Linked DNA regions of Mus musculus: region 2 is linked to region 1. The links are chromatin contacts, called in public Hi-C maps. All regions are on one chromosome and are shown on one strand. The core of a region is the stretch at or near the end of the contact, and the rest is flanking DNA. Distances in the headings are between cores, read along the strand shown.

Region 1 (4,163 bases), core at 580-3,079:
GATCATGTGCTACTTGGAACAACTGATGCTTTTACAGAGAAATCCTTGAGTTTCATTTTCACTGGATTTGACATGGTCATTTTTTGAAGATCATCATAAGCTACCAATATTTGATTCGTACCATACAGTCTTTTCATGTTGCTTACAGGGTCAGTAATAAAGACTAAGTTTGTCCTTGATAACGTCTAGTAAATTCTCCTTTTGTTTTGAAACACACTTTAACAGTTTCTGTAACAAGTTCAACTTGTTTTAAATTTTGTTTTACTGTTTCTTTTTATTTACGTATGTATTTGTTTATTTATTTTATGTAAGCCCACTGTTGCTGTCTTCAGACACACCAGAAGAGGACATTAGATCTCATTACAGATGGTTGTGAGTCACCATGTGGTTACTGGGAATTAAGCTCAGAACCTCTGGAAGAGCAGTCAGTGCTTTTAACCACTGAGCCATCTCTCCAGCCTCCTGAAAGCTTAACTTTTATTATAAATCCCACCCACATGGATGTGGTCCCTCCCTTCTGCTTTTAAACTCTTGTGGCCTACATTCAGTCTCTCCCTCCCTCCTCTTTATTTCAGCCCCCCCCCCACACACACACACACATACACAAGCTTTTCTTAGGAGCTATGGCTTAGACATTCAGGTAAATCCTTTGCTAATTTTACCTTGAGGCTCCTTTAAGACATGAAAAACATGTCATATGCACTAAATGATACAAGTTTATCTGGTTCTACAAATCAAAAAGTCTACATTAGAACGAAACTCCCCAAAACCTATCCACCAATCAGATATTCTCTGTCCAAGTGACACAGATTCATTAAGTCAGCCAAAATGTGTTCTATTGAATCAGAGTTTGTCCTGAAGCTATCCAACTCCCAGGGAAGAACACAGTAATCCAGGAGTCACTCCAGAAAAAGAATGCACACCCCTTTCTGAAATCAGGATACCTCCACAGCATTCTTTCTCCACCTCCATCTCTCCTGCTATCCCCCAACCAGACCTGAGCATCCATGACTCCCTGGACATGAACAGCATATACTATCTTGAGTTGTTCATAAATTTTATTGTTTGCTGAGAAAAATGAGAAGCTACTTAGAATGAATGCCATATTTCCCAAATTGGAGACTCTATCATCCAATAACCATTTCAAAAATGTAGCCAAATGTCACATGATGTACAACACCCACTGTATTTTCCCACACTCTCTCTCCTGCTACAAAACCATCTGGTTCTTCATGTCTGAATTGGCTAATTGACTTACTCATTGACACGTGTGAACAATGAACGCCTTGTTCTGCTTCTTCTACTAGGAAATACACGTTTGGGGGAAATTTCAAGTTTCTTTTTGCTTCATGCAGGGAACCCTTGAGTCTAATGCAATGTTGTTTATTTGGGGTTTCTGTTGTTGTTTCATTGGCTTGTTTGTTTGTTTGTTTGTTTGTTTTTCTGTACTTCAACCACTTTTATTTATAAGAGTTTAAGAGGTTGGGGAAAGCTAGAAACATACATGAGAAATCATCAGAGCAGACATAACACAGACCTAGGAAAAGTGCTTATTTCCCTTTGATTGGATGATGAGGAAAGCCAGAAGGCTTCATTTGATGAAGTTAAAGTAATTTTAGCACATAAAATAAGAAAGAAAAAAAAAAACAACAACCTACATATGGAAGCTCACCTGGAAAAAATAAGGGGAAAATATATCACAGGAGACAGGTCAAATTTTAAGACATATTGGTAATATGTTAGACAAAATCAGAGAAGAAAGGAAGGCTTGCCATTTGTAGCCCTGGTTTCACAGGCACGTTGTTCAGCACTGCCTGCAGGAAGTGAGTCACCCCTTGCAGAACTTGTCTCAACTCAGCTTTAATCAGCTTCGCTTTGGCCTGGCAGGAAGTAGCACTGTCCTCCCACAAAAAATGGGCCACTGGTGGTGTCAAAGCACATTGGGAGAGTGGTGGGTTGTACTTACAGGTGAGTAAGAACAAGCTATCAATAAGAAGGAAGGAAGGGAGTTGCCCAGAGGAGAGGAAAGTGAGACCCATTGAATCTGTGATGATCTGGTCCCCTGGGACACTGAGATTCACGCCTCATGGGGTCACCTGGAATGAGGCCCAGATATCACCCTCTACAGCTACTCCTCACTGCCAGGATCATCGCTGTTCTCTCCCAGTGGAAACTCCTTCGTGGGCCTCTGGATTGTGTACATCTGGGTCTCTGTGGGGCATTCCTGGTTCAGAATTGCCTAGAGCAAGAGGTAAATATAGAGATTACTGCACATCATAGGCCATCCTGTTTCTTGTCCATGCTAGCATATCCAAGCTTAGTGTTACTTAGAACAACTCACGATGGAAGTATAGCACCCTCTTTCTGCCTCATGTGTAGGCTCAGGCCTTCCAAGGTACCTGGGCATATCAAGCCTAGCCAGGGCAAACATCTGGTATGCTTGTGCTTGAACCCTAGCATCAGTAGGTGTAAGGCACAGCAAAAAAAAAAAAAGTGGCTGAAATAGACACTCTTCCCATAGACCTTCCTGCCTACTTCCATTCCTGTGAGCAGCTTTTCCATCCATCCTGAATCCATGAGGCACCTAGGGATGCTGGGGTGTTCATGCCACAAGAAGAGCAAAGTATATTAATTAATTAAGTCATACACATAAAGTGTGCAGAATCTTTTACCTGGCAACTAATTTTGAACTTTAAAGTCAAGGCCTCAGCTGAGAGATGGATCAATAGGAATGAGGACTTACCCTGCAAGCCTAAGGACTGATCCTGAGCCCCCAACACCCATATAAAAGAGTGTTTTGTTCATGGTCACATGCCTGTAATCCTAGTACTGGTGGGTAGAGATGGGCAGGGCTTGGGAGCTCACTGGCCAGGCAGCCCAGACTACGGGGAGCTTCTAGTACACAATGGAACAAGGCAGAGAAAAATTTAAAAAGCCAACATTCTCTGCACTGACTTGTACGCACCATACACAAAACGAATGAAGATAGTCTCATTTTTCATTTCTTTTTCTTTTTTGTTTAGTTTAGTTTTGGTTTGTTTTTATGAGTAGGTTCTATTCACGGCAGGCTGACCTTTAATTCAATATGTAGCTGAGGATTTCACTGAACATCTTCTTCTTCTTTTTTTTTTTTTTTTTTTTTTTTTTTGGTTTTTCGAGACAGGGTTTCTCTGTGTAGCCCTGGCTGTCCTGGAACTCACTTTGTAGACCAGGCTGGCCTTGAACTCAGAAATCCGCCTGCCTCTGCCTCCCAAGTGCTGGGATTAAAGGCGTGTGCCACCACCGCCCAGATACATTGAACTTCTATACTACCCCGTGTCTCAAATGCTGGGATTTCTGAAGTGTCTCACCACTCCTGCTCCTCGTTTCCCTTCTTTACTTAAGATCCTGATGATAGGGGACTTGGTTGTTTAGAGAAAGAAAGGTAGAAGACAAGGGTAAGTGTGTTAGGAAGAACAGTAAAGCTACAAAGCAGAGAAATGAGCGGCAGAGAGGAAATGAGCTCAAGGTGAAGGGTCAGGAGACCCACATGGAGGAACAGACATGTATTCTAGTTACTACACAGGTGCCTTACAAGCTCCTCCTCCTTAGCTGGTGGGTTCTGCAGGAAGCAGCAGAGAGGGGCATAGATGATGTTGATAGTTCCAATGATGACCATGAGCCAAGGGAAGCCGATGACCGGTACAATAACACCCCCGGTAGATGGGCCTGTGGAAAAATAAATCAAATTCCAAGTGTCACCTGTAAAACACTATCCTAGGGACAGTGGGTAACCACAGAGGCTGGGGCAGATTCCACTATCTCCAGATCCCTAAGAGAATGAAGCCTCTGGTCCCACAATCAGGTAAACTACAGTGGAGAGGGGAGACTGCATCACTCAGGCCTGGGAGCTCTCATCTAACCCAACCAACATACCAATAGCAAAGCCCACACAAAAAGCCACATCAGCGATGGCATAGACACTCCCATACACAGAGGTATGGCGTAAGTCCACCAGGTATCCCATGATGGGCATCAGAGAGGAATCCACCATGCCTGTGGTCAAAACAAACAGGATGCTGTTAGTCAGCTTACCCATAGCATCTCCCTCCACTCTGCCCCCATCTAGTCTACTCTCTGGGCCTGCTGTCTCCACACTCAGCACCAAGAGAGGACCAGGTAGG
Region 2 (3,700 bases), core at 716-3,215, 65 kb after region 1:
GCCACTTTGTACACTAGTAATATAAGTTACAGGGATCCAGATGCAACTCCCATGTATTTGTTGAAGAAAGTGCCTAGACAACAAGGCCATGGTGGAGATGCGTAGAGTAGCGTGGGTACCGTCTAGGATGCTGATTACTAATCCCTCACTGTGCTCCTGCTTAGTTTCCCAGATACGCTGAGATTGTCCACTTGACATTACCAGATGGCACAAAGAGAAGTGGGCAAGTCCTAGAAGTTAGTGGCTCCAAAGCAGTGGTTCAGGTGAGTGCCACTCAGAACCATTGAGGCATTTCCCAATCAAAGCCCATCGTTCCGTGACAGGACAGTGATGAGAAGTGCATTCACTGGCGATCGGATGCCATCAAAATGGTACCTAACTCAGCTCTTGGATTTCTTCCTTAAAATTCCTATCTTTTAATGTTATTTTATTATAGAGAAAGAGAAATTTCTCAGTATGTACCCAAAAAATATTCTAGGGCAGTAGCAGGTTAAATTTGTAAAAGTAGATGGATGGGGTTCTGGGGGTTATTGGTTTTTTGGTTTTTTTATATTTATAAGATGGCCAGAAGTCCTTAGTTTCTTTTTCCTTGTTCTTTGTTTTAAACATCCTTTTTACACATAAAGGTCCTCAGCTCCTTGGGATGTTTGACCCTGCAAGCAGGACCTTTGGTCTAGTTAGTGTCCCTGACCTAAATATCTTTTACCCTTCTACTTGATTCTCTTTTTTTGGTAGGTATTTGAAGGGACATCTGGTATAGACGCCAAGAAAACATCCTGTGAGTTTACTGGAGATATTCTCCGAACACCAGTGTCTGAGGATATGCTTGGTAAGTGACTATCACTCTTCGTTCCGTACACAGATCTGTTTCCTTTTAAACATATTTATTTAAAATCTAGAAACATACAAGCACAGATTGGGAAGTATGGGTTTACTCTGTTCTGTCTTGTTGCTGTTGTATAGGTCGAGTATTCAACGGATCAGGAAAACCCATTGACCGAGGCCCTGTGGTGCTGGCTGAAGACTTCCTTGACATCATGGGTAGGGGCAGTAGATGGGTGTCAGTGTTGGGGAAACTAACTCTGTCTACTGGCAGCCTTACCGGAGAGAGAATAGTTATGGTAACATTGAAAGGAGATAGATAAATACAGAGAAATTCTTTGTTTGAGTTCTGACCTTTTAATTATTTGTTTGTATCCATGACCAATGTGCAGACATACTAACATTTTTCCCTTTTTGGAATACATCAGGTCAGCCAATCAACCCTCAGTGTCGGATCTATCCAGAAGAGATGATTCAGACGGGCATTTCCGCCATCGATGGCATGAACAGTATTGCTAGGGGACAGAAAATCCCCATCTTTTCTGCTGCTGGATTACCACACAACGAGGTGAGGGCAGATGGACTTGTCGTGCCGTGTGTAGTCACGGGGGGAATACACACATCAGCTTACCTACCACGGACTTGATGTTTTAATTCAGGCTACTAATTAAAGTATTCAAGAGAGAAGAATAAATTACTTTGTTGTCAGGATATGATTTTTAGTTTTCATCCTTAACAGATTGCAGCTCAGATCTGTCGCCAGGCTGGTTTGGTAAAGAAATCCAAAGATGTAGTGGACTATAGTGAAGAAAATTTTGCCATTGTGTTTGCTGCTATGGGAGTAAGTATGGTATTATGTTTGGGAATAACATAAAATTAACTGTTGTTAGAAAGAGGTGATAAACTATACAAAATCAACTTTATTCTTAGATAGAAACTCTGTATCTTGGCATTTTAGCAAAACTTAGGAGTCAGATTTAGCATGTAGCTGAAACCTAATAAGACTTTGCATGCCAAAGTGCTTTACTCTGACTTGCACTTAAAAAAGAAAAAAATGGAGGCTTGAAACGTACATATGTATGTGGTTATATTAAAGGCAGGTTCATGGGGAAGCTGCCCTCTGGGAATTCACTGGCCCCAAGAATTAAGGCCAGGGGAGTCCCCATGGGGAGGGGAGGGAGAGAAAGAGGAAGGTTTGTGCACACATGCAGAGAAAGAAGAGGAGGAGGAAAGAAAAAAGAGGAAGAGAGCTTGACTGTTTAAAACAGAATAATTTAGATTTATAGCTTGGCCTTCCTCAGAAATAGATGCTGAGAATGTTCTTTTGCATTGCACTGATGACGTCACTGATACTTAGGTAAACATGGAAACAGCCCGGTTCTTTAAATCTGACTTTGAAGAAAATGGCTCAATGGACAATGTCTGCCTTTTTTTGAATCTGGCTAATGACCCAACGTAAGTAAAACTTGTTTCTCTCTGAGTTACTGCCTACAGAGGCATCTTTAAAGTAATTTTGTTTTCCTCTCCTCTGTGAACTAAGAGTGTCAAAAGGAAAATGCTGCTGTCGCAGCCTTGTTTTGGTTGTGGCTTTTGAGTGACCTGGGACGTGTGTTCCCTTTCAGCATTGAGCGGATCATCACTCCTCGCCTGGCTCTGACCACGGCCGAGTTTCTGGCATATCAGTGTGAGAAGCACGTGCTGGTGATCCTGACGGACATGAGCTCCTACGCTGAAGCGCTGCGAGAGGTAACTCTTCCCTTCTTTTTTTCCTTCTTTTCTCAAACAAAATGTGTCAAGTAGGGTCATCTTGATCTTTTGTAAGTTTCTGTTTTTCTTTAATCATAAAAGAGATAGTACAAGGCTGGGTGTGGTGGCACACGCCTTTAATCCCAGCCCTTGGGAGGCAGAGGCAGGAGGATTTCGGAGTTCGAGGACAGCCTGGTCTACAAAGTGAGTTCCAGGACAGCCAGGGCTACACAGAGAAAACCTGTCTCGGGAAAAAAACAAAACAAAACAAAACAAAACACCCAGATAGTACAATTTTTTTTGTCTCTGTCAACTTGGAAATAGTAGAGAGTGAGATTAAAATTAGTAACTGTCACTGTCTCTCTCAAGGGCTGAAGAAGTAAGAAAGCACCACAAGCGGATGGTAGTGTTTCATTCCCAAGAACTTCTGACCATACTGTGTGTTAACCCTGTGTACATTTGTGTGTGTGTGTGTGTGTGTGTGTGTGTGTGTGTGTGTGTGTGTGTGTGTGTTTATGTGCTCACGGAGGCCAGAAGGGGGCACCGATTGCCTGGAAGTGGGTGGCTGTGAGGATCCCAGTGTGGGTGCTTGAAACCAAACCCAGGAACTCAGCCAACACTCTTAGCCTGCTAAGCCTGTTAACTCTTGAGTGCACAAAAAGACTGAGGAAACCTGCTCTCTAATGACCTGTATTTTAAAGTCCCCAAGATCATTACCACATTGTCACAGTGTTTACGTTGACTCTGAAAGACTGGAGTCTTGTCTTCATTGAAGCAGATCCATACCTTTGTTAACGAAAAAAAATGAGCTAAGAGAAAGATTTTTGTTTGTTGGGATCAAAGGCGTGCGCCACCACTCCTGGCAAACCTAGGTTTACTTCATGTTAGATTCATTAGCATCCAAGTGTTCTTAGAGATTGCTATGACAGTTCTATTGTGCATCGATGAACACAGGTCTGTGGCTCACACTTTGAGTAGCAGTGCAAGAATCCTACATTGGCAATCCTCTTAGGTTCTTGTGATGGTAGAGCTATGCAAGTACCTATTCTTCTATGCATGTCTCTGAGGAAGACCTTTAATTATATTTTGTGTGGTGGGGTAGAGTCCTGGCTCTCTGATCAGGTGCGTATGT

What was found. A called contact is a pair of places that touch in the nucleus more often than the background predicts.
Region 2: a Hi-C map of bone marrow-derived macrophages shows a contact between it and region 1, with 3 times the contacts expected there. The contact joins two enhancer-like sites. A contact is called at or near these places in 7 of 39 promoter capture datasets (the 3T3-L1 cell line, the C10 cell line, embryonic stem cells and 2 more), 11 of 484 Hi-C or Micro-C datasets (3T3-L1-derived adipocytes, the G1E-ER4 cell line, the N1E-115 cell line and 6 more) and 7 of 115 datasets of contacts at active chromatin or transcription factors (bone marrow-derived dendritic cells, bone marrow-derived macrophages, embryonic stem cells and 3 more).

What each region holds. Positions count from the first base shown.
Region 1 is chr8:69,036,667-69,040,829 of GRCm38.p6, forward strand. It overlaps Slc18a1 (solute carrier family 18 (vesicular monoamine), member 1), which reads right to left. Exons shown (of 17, transcript NM_153054.2): 15 at 3,916-4,035; 16 at 3,575-3,708; 17 at 1,042-2,239. The coding sequence ends at 2,129. Among named protein-coding and RNA genes, the nearest start is that of Gm33103, 36 kb to the left of the region's middle. Within about 2 kb of position 1,830, at least 91 of the 459 cell types and tissues checked have an H3K27ac peak or open chromatin away from gene starts, as enhancers often do. A contact at or near this core is called in bone marrow-derived macrophages, where this site is marked.
Region 2 is chr8:69,101,201-69,104,900 of GRCm38.p6, forward strand. It overlaps Atp6v1b2 (ATPase, H+ transporting, lysosomal V1 subunit B2), which reads left to right. Exons shown (of 14, transcript NM_007509.3): 3 at 165-263; 4 at 736-829; 5 at 964-1,041; 6 at 1,251-1,390; 7 at 1,562-1,663; 8 at 2,180-2,277; 9 at 2,445-2,568. Among named protein-coding and RNA genes, the nearest start is that of Slc18a1, 14 kb to the left of the region's middle. Within about 2 kb of position 1,966, at least 11 of the 459 cell types and tissues checked have an H3K27ac peak or open chromatin away from gene starts, as enhancers often do. A contact at or near this core is called in bone marrow-derived macrophages, where this site is marked.